Linked DNA regions of Mus musculus: region 1 is linked to region 2. Evidence: chromatin contacts called from public Hi-C data. All regions are on one chromosome and are shown on one strand. The core of a region is the stretch at or near the end of the contact, and the rest is flanking DNA. Distances in the headings are between cores, read along the strand shown.

The links. Hi-C and Micro-C count contacts between places; a contact is called where the count stands out from the background.
Region 1: a contact with region 2 is called in a Hi-C map of liver, with 1.9 times the contacts expected there. The contact joins two enhancer-like sites. A contact is called at or near these places in 2 of 15 datasets of contacts at CTCF or cohesin (CD8 T cells and the NIH/3T3 cell line), 79 of 484 Hi-C or Micro-C datasets (the 63-12 cell line, B cells, the BV-2 cell line and 53 more), 13 of 115 datasets of contacts at active chromatin or transcription factors (CD8 T cells, the HPC-7 cell line, the SCID.adh cell line and 9 more) and 3 of 9 other capture datasets (adipose tissue, liver and pancreatic islet).

Annotation. Positions count from the first base shown.
Region 1 is chr3:65,973,016-65,976,304 of GRCm38.p6, reverse strand. No RefSeq gene overlaps it. Among named protein-coding and RNA genes, the nearest start is that of Ccnl1, 16 kb to the right of the region's middle. Within about 2 kb of position 1,739, at least 437 of the 459 cell types and tissues checked have an H3K27ac peak or open chromatin away from gene starts, as enhancers often do. A contact at or near this core is called in liver, where this site is marked.
Region 2 is chr3:65,933,449-65,937,050 of GRCm38.p6, reverse strand. No RefSeq gene overlaps it. Among named protein-coding and RNA genes, the nearest start is that of Gm35039, 7.0 kb to the right of the region's middle. Within about 2 kb of position 1,695, at least 7 of the 459 cell types and tissues checked have an H3K27ac peak or open chromatin away from gene starts, as enhancers often do. A contact at or near this core is called in liver, where this site is marked.

The DNA.
Region 1 (3,289 bases), core at 490-2,989, 39 kb before region 2:
TCTGTTGATATCCCTGGGAGGCCTGCTTTTTTTCTCAAGGGAAACAGAAGCAATGGATCTAGGGGAGAGGGGAGACTGGGAGAAGCGGAGAGAGGGGAAACTGTTCTGTACAGTATAAGAGAATAATTTTTAAATGGCCTGTACTAGGCCAGAATACAACCAACTGAATATAAAAATGGAATCAGTTACATCAATTCCACATCTCCAAATCTAAACTGATCTTCCCAAGAGTCTGGAGCAAGTTCCTGACTGGTCGGTCTCAACAGGAACCAGTCAGTTCTCTCTATTCTAACACTAAAGGCGACCTGAAGTAAAATAATGTTAACCAATTAGGTTTGGGGGTTTTGTCTGCTTGTTTTTGTCAACTGTCAGAATTCCACTCCTGCCTTACAAGAACAGTCACTGTGAAATGTCTAATCGGTTTGCTCTTTCACGGGTCATCAGCACTCCATTCTTCATAAAACTAACTTATTCTGCCTCCGTCTATCAGAACACCCATTTTATAGATGAAATGTTGCCCAATTCTAGACTTATACACAAAACAACTATATGAAAATTCTTTGTCTTTTGACACCCTTATGAACATGTTTTCTTTAACCCTGCAATTTAGGTTTGTGGGGATTTAAAGGGCAGGATAAAAAGGACAGCTCAATCATCAGGAAAGCAGCCAAAGATCTGATAGTGTTGAAAACAAAACAAAGGAAGTGGCAATAGGGAGGGGAGTCGAGACAAAAGGGAATTTAGGAAGTGAACTAATAACAGTAGTAAAGAGAAAAAAGACAAAAGCAGGCAGAGCCTGGGTGGGGGTGGGGCACACTCAGACACCGCTTATTTAAAGGCGCCTTATTCAAGTTGGCCTGAAGGCGGTGGCTTTTGTTCACTTAAATTAGCCTTCTGGCCTTTTTAAGACAATTAACTATTCTCTAAAACTCAGCTGCTTTTCATGTCCAGCCTTTCAAGACGCAATACTTGGATAGGACAATCCAAAAGAAAATTAAAAATTACATTAATCTTTTCAAGCTAGGCTAAGGTGTCTTATCCCAGCCTTCTTACAGAAAGCCTCCACGCTCTCTCCAGTTTAGAGGGAAGGCATAAATACAGCTCAACGTTTCCAAATACATCTAATTGACCTATTTTCTTGTTGTTTCCTTTCAACGGAAGCCCCCAGCTTGGGAGGGGATTAATAATAGTTTCACACAAGAAATGGGTACATTTAAAGTTTGAAGAAACTCTAAAAACTGTTCAATTTAAGTGCTTGGAGGCCAAGGCACAGGAGAAGCAACTGGTCACTCAGCCCACCCCCGAGGCCCACGGCCAGACTGGATAAGGACTCGGCTATTGGCGTCACAGGAGGCTGGCGCTGCGGGGACCAGAAGAGGAGCAGCGTCAGCGCTCGCAGGGACAGAAGCCAGAGAGCGAGTTAGACACGCCCACAGGATGGGAGGAGGGCGCCGCGCGAGCGGGTGGGCGGGGCTAGATGACGGCTTCCGGTTTGTGCACTTCCGCTCCACCCGGTTCTCTCCCCCGCCCAGCGCGGCTCCCTGCTGGCTTTCCCAGAAACTGATCAGTGGACACTCCTCGGGGCTGGATGAGTCCCAACCCGAAACTTGTTAGTCCCAGCGTATGCTCTCTGGCGGAAAAGCCGCGGCTTTTCCTAGCTGGGGCAGGGGACACTAACGTCGCTTGTCTGCCGCTCTGCGGTACCACGTGGTCAGCGAGTTGGGTGGAGGTGGGGGGGAAGGAGTTGCCCTGCCTCCCCCAGTTCCCTGGGGCACAGTGCGGCTGTCCAGTCCTGATCTCTCCAGTGCCCTATTGAGTTGTGGTGACGAAGGTCTTACCAGGCTCCCGTAAACCTTGTTAATATCTTCGTAATGACCTGTTTACAAAATTCACTTGCCCCAGAACATTTACCAGCTTTCCTATCAAGAAGATAAAGAACATGTGATGTCATGGCCTTGGCATTTTGAATGTTCCCAAACGCTTTACTGGAGAGCAGAAACAGCTTTCTCTCCCACAGTCCACGTTGGGACTGAGTGTCCGCAAATCCCACACAACACACTAGAAAATAGCATGCTTTACCAATACTATAGGCTGACGTCTAGGTGTCGAGGTTTTAAGTTTAAAGCCGAGCCACGCTGACTACCTATAGTAAAATTGGCATTATAAACGAGTCACTACAGTACCTACAATTATATTTATTTATTTTTTTTTCTCTTTTCAAGACAGGGTGTTTCTATTTCTGGATGCTCTGGGGCTCTGTAGACCAGGGTGGCTGAAACTCAGAGATCTAGCATGCCTCTGTCTCCCAAGTGCTGGGATTTAAAGGCTTGAGCCATCACCACTCGACTGAAATCTTAAAATTTAGGTGTAAACTGTCCTTTTATCTAAATACAAAATAGTAATCCAGCCAGCACTCCACTGATCTCCGGGAACACTGTAACTAGAAACTTGGTTGCTTCTGAGAATCCAAAGATACACATGAAAACAGTGTGAACTACCAAAAGCAATTTTGTTCGTATTCCAATGTACTCATTTCTAAAGTAGCTGAAAAACTTAGGAATGTAAACACCTCTAAATTGTTTATTGACTGGTAGAAAAAAAAATCTTGTTTGTGATGGTTTGGAGGAGCAGTAGATGAGCAACATCTGTTTCTGAAGTATGTATGCCACTAGACAGAAACAAAATAGCCATCACCAATGCAGGACTTTTCTCTCCAGTGAGGTCAATGTTACAGTGTTTACAACTAAGTCCAACTAAAATTTCTTGCAAAGTACCCTCTGATGTGTTTTCAGGAAGTCTTTTCCTTTAGTTACAAAATGAGTATTGTTCAGTATGATGTCACAGTCCTTCCTAAGCTGCAATGTTAGCCTAGTTGCTGTCACAAAAAAGATTTTGGGGGGGGGGGGGGTGAGAATCAGGAAAAATATTTTAGAAACAGCCCATGTTACTACCCAAGTCAGTGACTGCCGTGTCAAAAGTAAATCTCTTATTTTGCAAAGTTAAAACTGAACAACCAAAATTTTTTTAATTAACCCTATTAACAGAATCTTTTAAAAATTTCTACATTCTCATTCCATACGCTCAACCAACGGAGGAAAGATGAAAGGAGTCAGCTTGTCAAATCTGTAATAAATAATTTACATGTAACATGGACTAATTAAGGAAGAGTAAAGAAGCCAGCTCCACTCCTTTCTTTGATGGACAGATCTCTAGATCAACACATACAGCAATTAAGCATATCTCTTAACTAGATCAGTTGTTTAGAGGCTTTGGGAATTTTTAGAAAAGA
Region 2 (3,602 bases), core at 446-2,945:
TCCAACCAGAGATGAACTCTTCATTCCTCTTTGTGTCCCTTCCCTTAACTAGAGTCTCTAAACAGCAAGTACTCAACGACAGCCTGTGGATGAGAGAGATTAACAGAAGTCAGTTCCCAGGCATTAGCGTGGTATGTACATGTTAGACAGTGGCCCTAACATGAATGGAAATATAGAGGTGAAGGAAACCTCACCAGAGAGCTTCTGCTGCCACAAGAACTTTCTTGAAAAGCCTGACAGCCGTCTTACTCCTGGGGAAAAACCTCCTTTGTTAAGGCAATCGAATCAAGTGTCCCAAACGGAAGATTAAAGTCAAGCGCACAGCCAGAAGCCTTTTCACACCGAAGAACACATCACATGACATTTAGTGCCAGGCCCCCTCGGATCGTGTAGGACCCCAGAAGCTGTTCCTTGAGACCAGGCCCGAAATCCTGTTCAAACTAGTGTGAGAGCCCAGAGTGGGGGAGACAGCCTGACCCTGAAGCTCTTTTACCACCGGGTGTCAGCGCAGTTTGAGCACTGACACTTGCCAAGGTTGGATTCCCCTGGTGACGGATGGCAATGCTCCAGTGGCCCCTGGCGACACATGGCAATGCTCCAGTGGCTGTAGACTTGTTCTCTGGTGGAGAAAGGAGAGAAGATGTTGAATTCACCGTTTGCCAAAAGTCGTGAGTTCCACCTATGCAAGTATTTTTAGTGCAATGAAGAAAGAGATTTGAGAGTTTTAGGAAAACATCCCTGAAGATCATGATAACAGAAGGTATATTATGCATCAGCAAAAGTGATACTTTCTTTTTTTTTAAGATTTATTTATTTTCTGTATATGAGTACACCATTGCTGTCTTCAGACACAGCAGGAGAGGGCATCAGATCCCATTACAGATGGTTGTGAGCCACCATGTGGTTGCTGGGATTTGAACTCAGGACCTTCGGAAGAGCAGTCAGTGCTCTTAACCACTGAGCCATCTCTCCAGCCCCCAAAAGTGATACTCTTTAATTTGCAAAAAACAAATTGAAGGTGTGTTTCCAGGAAAAAAAAATTGGAAATTAAGAAAACAAAAACAACAACAACCCCCCTAAAACAGTTTTTAGTAAATTATCCTTCCTCCAAACAGAAAAGGTTCTGGCTCGGAACTGGCAAGCAACCGATCCATGTGAGCACCCCATAAACATTCAAGGGTGAAGGAAATGTCCTCAGAGCATAGGAACCATTTTTGCCTCTGCAAGAACCCCTTTGAAATGCCAGTGACTGAAATGGGGTCTTTCTGACAATTCTCTGCAAATCTTGGAACAAGAAAGGCCAGTGAAGCTGGTTCTCGGACGAAACAGAAGGACTTAAGTAATCACTCCTGGGGTCTCTGGTTGGGACTGTACATTCAAAGCAGAGCCAACTGAAGTGGCTGTGTGTGTGTGTGTGTGTGTGTGTGTGTGTGTGTGTGTGTGTGTGTGTGTGTGTGTGTATGTGTGTGTATGTGTGTGTGTGTGAGGTTTAAACAACCGGTTACTCAAACTTCCAGCAAGTAAGATTCAGGAACTCTACTTCGTGGAAGAAAGCTCACCTTTGCTTCACTTTGTGTTGTTGCCAGGGCTCTGCTATAAACAGAAATGGTTAAAGTTGGAGTGGGTATAGACTTCAGCCATGCCAGTGCAGACTTTGTCAGTCCAGCTGAGAAATCAGAAGGGACAGTGGTGAGACCAGTGCTTGGGATGTTGCCAGGTTAAGCTCTGCTTGTTTTGGCCTGTCTACCCTCAGCCTTGGTCCATGTGATCTAGATAAGCAGACATGTACCTCAGGCACCATGGCCGTATTACCTGGGTTGGTAATGTCCAATCATGGTTGAGTTATACCAGGATGGTTTGGAGACCTTCCACCAGGAGACCTGCGCTGTGTCTGACTTTCCTGAAACTTTTTTTTCTAGGTTCCAAGAAATACTTTTCAGTTGGTGGTTGTTGACCTGGACTGGGCAGTGGGACAGTCATTGCTTGGATATGGACCTAAGCTATCTTAGGACTAGAGCAATCCTATTTCTCTACATCAACCCACAATGGGCCTCCTGCTCCTCTGCACTGATCCTACACACACACACACACACACACACACACACACACAAATAGACACAGAGAGACAGACACACACAGAGAGACAGACATTTACATACACAAAGAGACAGACACATACATACAGAGAGACAGACATGCACACACACATACAGACACACAGTAACAGACATATAAACACAGACACATACACATACACACAAATACACATAGACACACACACAGAGACACAGAGAGACAAACAGAAAGAGAGACACCCCTACACACACATTTAGTGACAGACACACACATGGACAGACAGACAGACACACACACACACACAGAGAGAGAGAGAGAGAGAGAGAGAGAGAGAGAGAGAGAGAGAAACATGCACAGAGACTCAGACAGACACACAGGCAGACACACACAGTGACAAACACAAACACACACAGATACACACAGACTCACAGAGAAAAACACACACAGACACAGAGAGACAAACACACAGAGACACCCCTACACACACACACACACACACACACACACACACACACACTCAGTGACAGACACATACACAGAGGACACACAGACAGACACACACAGAGAAGAGAGAGACAGAGACAGACAGACACAGAAAAACAAAGAGTGACAGACAGTAACACACAGAGGTAGAACTACTCTGACAGGCTATTCCTGTCTTAGATGGGCTACCAGGCTTTCAGGCTACCTTCATATAGAAAGACCATTCATTGGTATAAGTCCTCTGACCACACGTGCAAAGTAGACCTTTGTGGAGACAGACAAGGGCTAGTTGACTTCTCAAAAGAGAAAGGGCTAGTGTTGGACATGAGTCCTTGCTTTGTACCAGAAGTTCTGAACATTAGATCAAAGTTAATCCCACTCTTAGACCTAGAAGGAAGTTCTTAAGTGCCAGAATTATGTTGATGTCAAGAACAGGGCACTGCTGAGACAAGATGAGGTGGTGTCAAGGTGTGACTTTCTTCAATTGTCTTGAATTAGGGATCACCAGACATCAGTCATCTCTGTTATTCCAACCTCAGCTGGACCCAAGCCATGTCTTGGCAATGCTTCGCTGGCAGGGTTGGCACCGCATTGCTCTGGCTCCCAAGGTCAGGCCCTGGGTCTGTCTCCACGAAAGGTTGGTGATAACATTACTAAGATAGTTGATAAGTGGAATGACCTGAGAATTACAGTGCAGCTGATCATTCAGGTCTGACCCAGAGTGAGGATCGTCAGGACAGACAGACCCTGACTCAATGGTATCTTTTGCCTCCTTTCTCATCTCAATGACCCCAAGGAACCACCAGGAGACAGAAACAAACAGAAAATGACTAAACCCAGTGGAAATGCCGCTTTTGAAGAGATTGTTGGACATGTGCGGCACTGATTGGTCCTTAGCTAGAGAACTTGCTTGAACTATTTAAGAAATCCTTGGTCCAGCACAGTCCTTATGCTATAGTGTCAGCAGTGGCTGCCACCCTCATAACATTATAGATGACATTAACAGCAGAACAACCAGCTAGTTCACAAAATACAAAAGACAT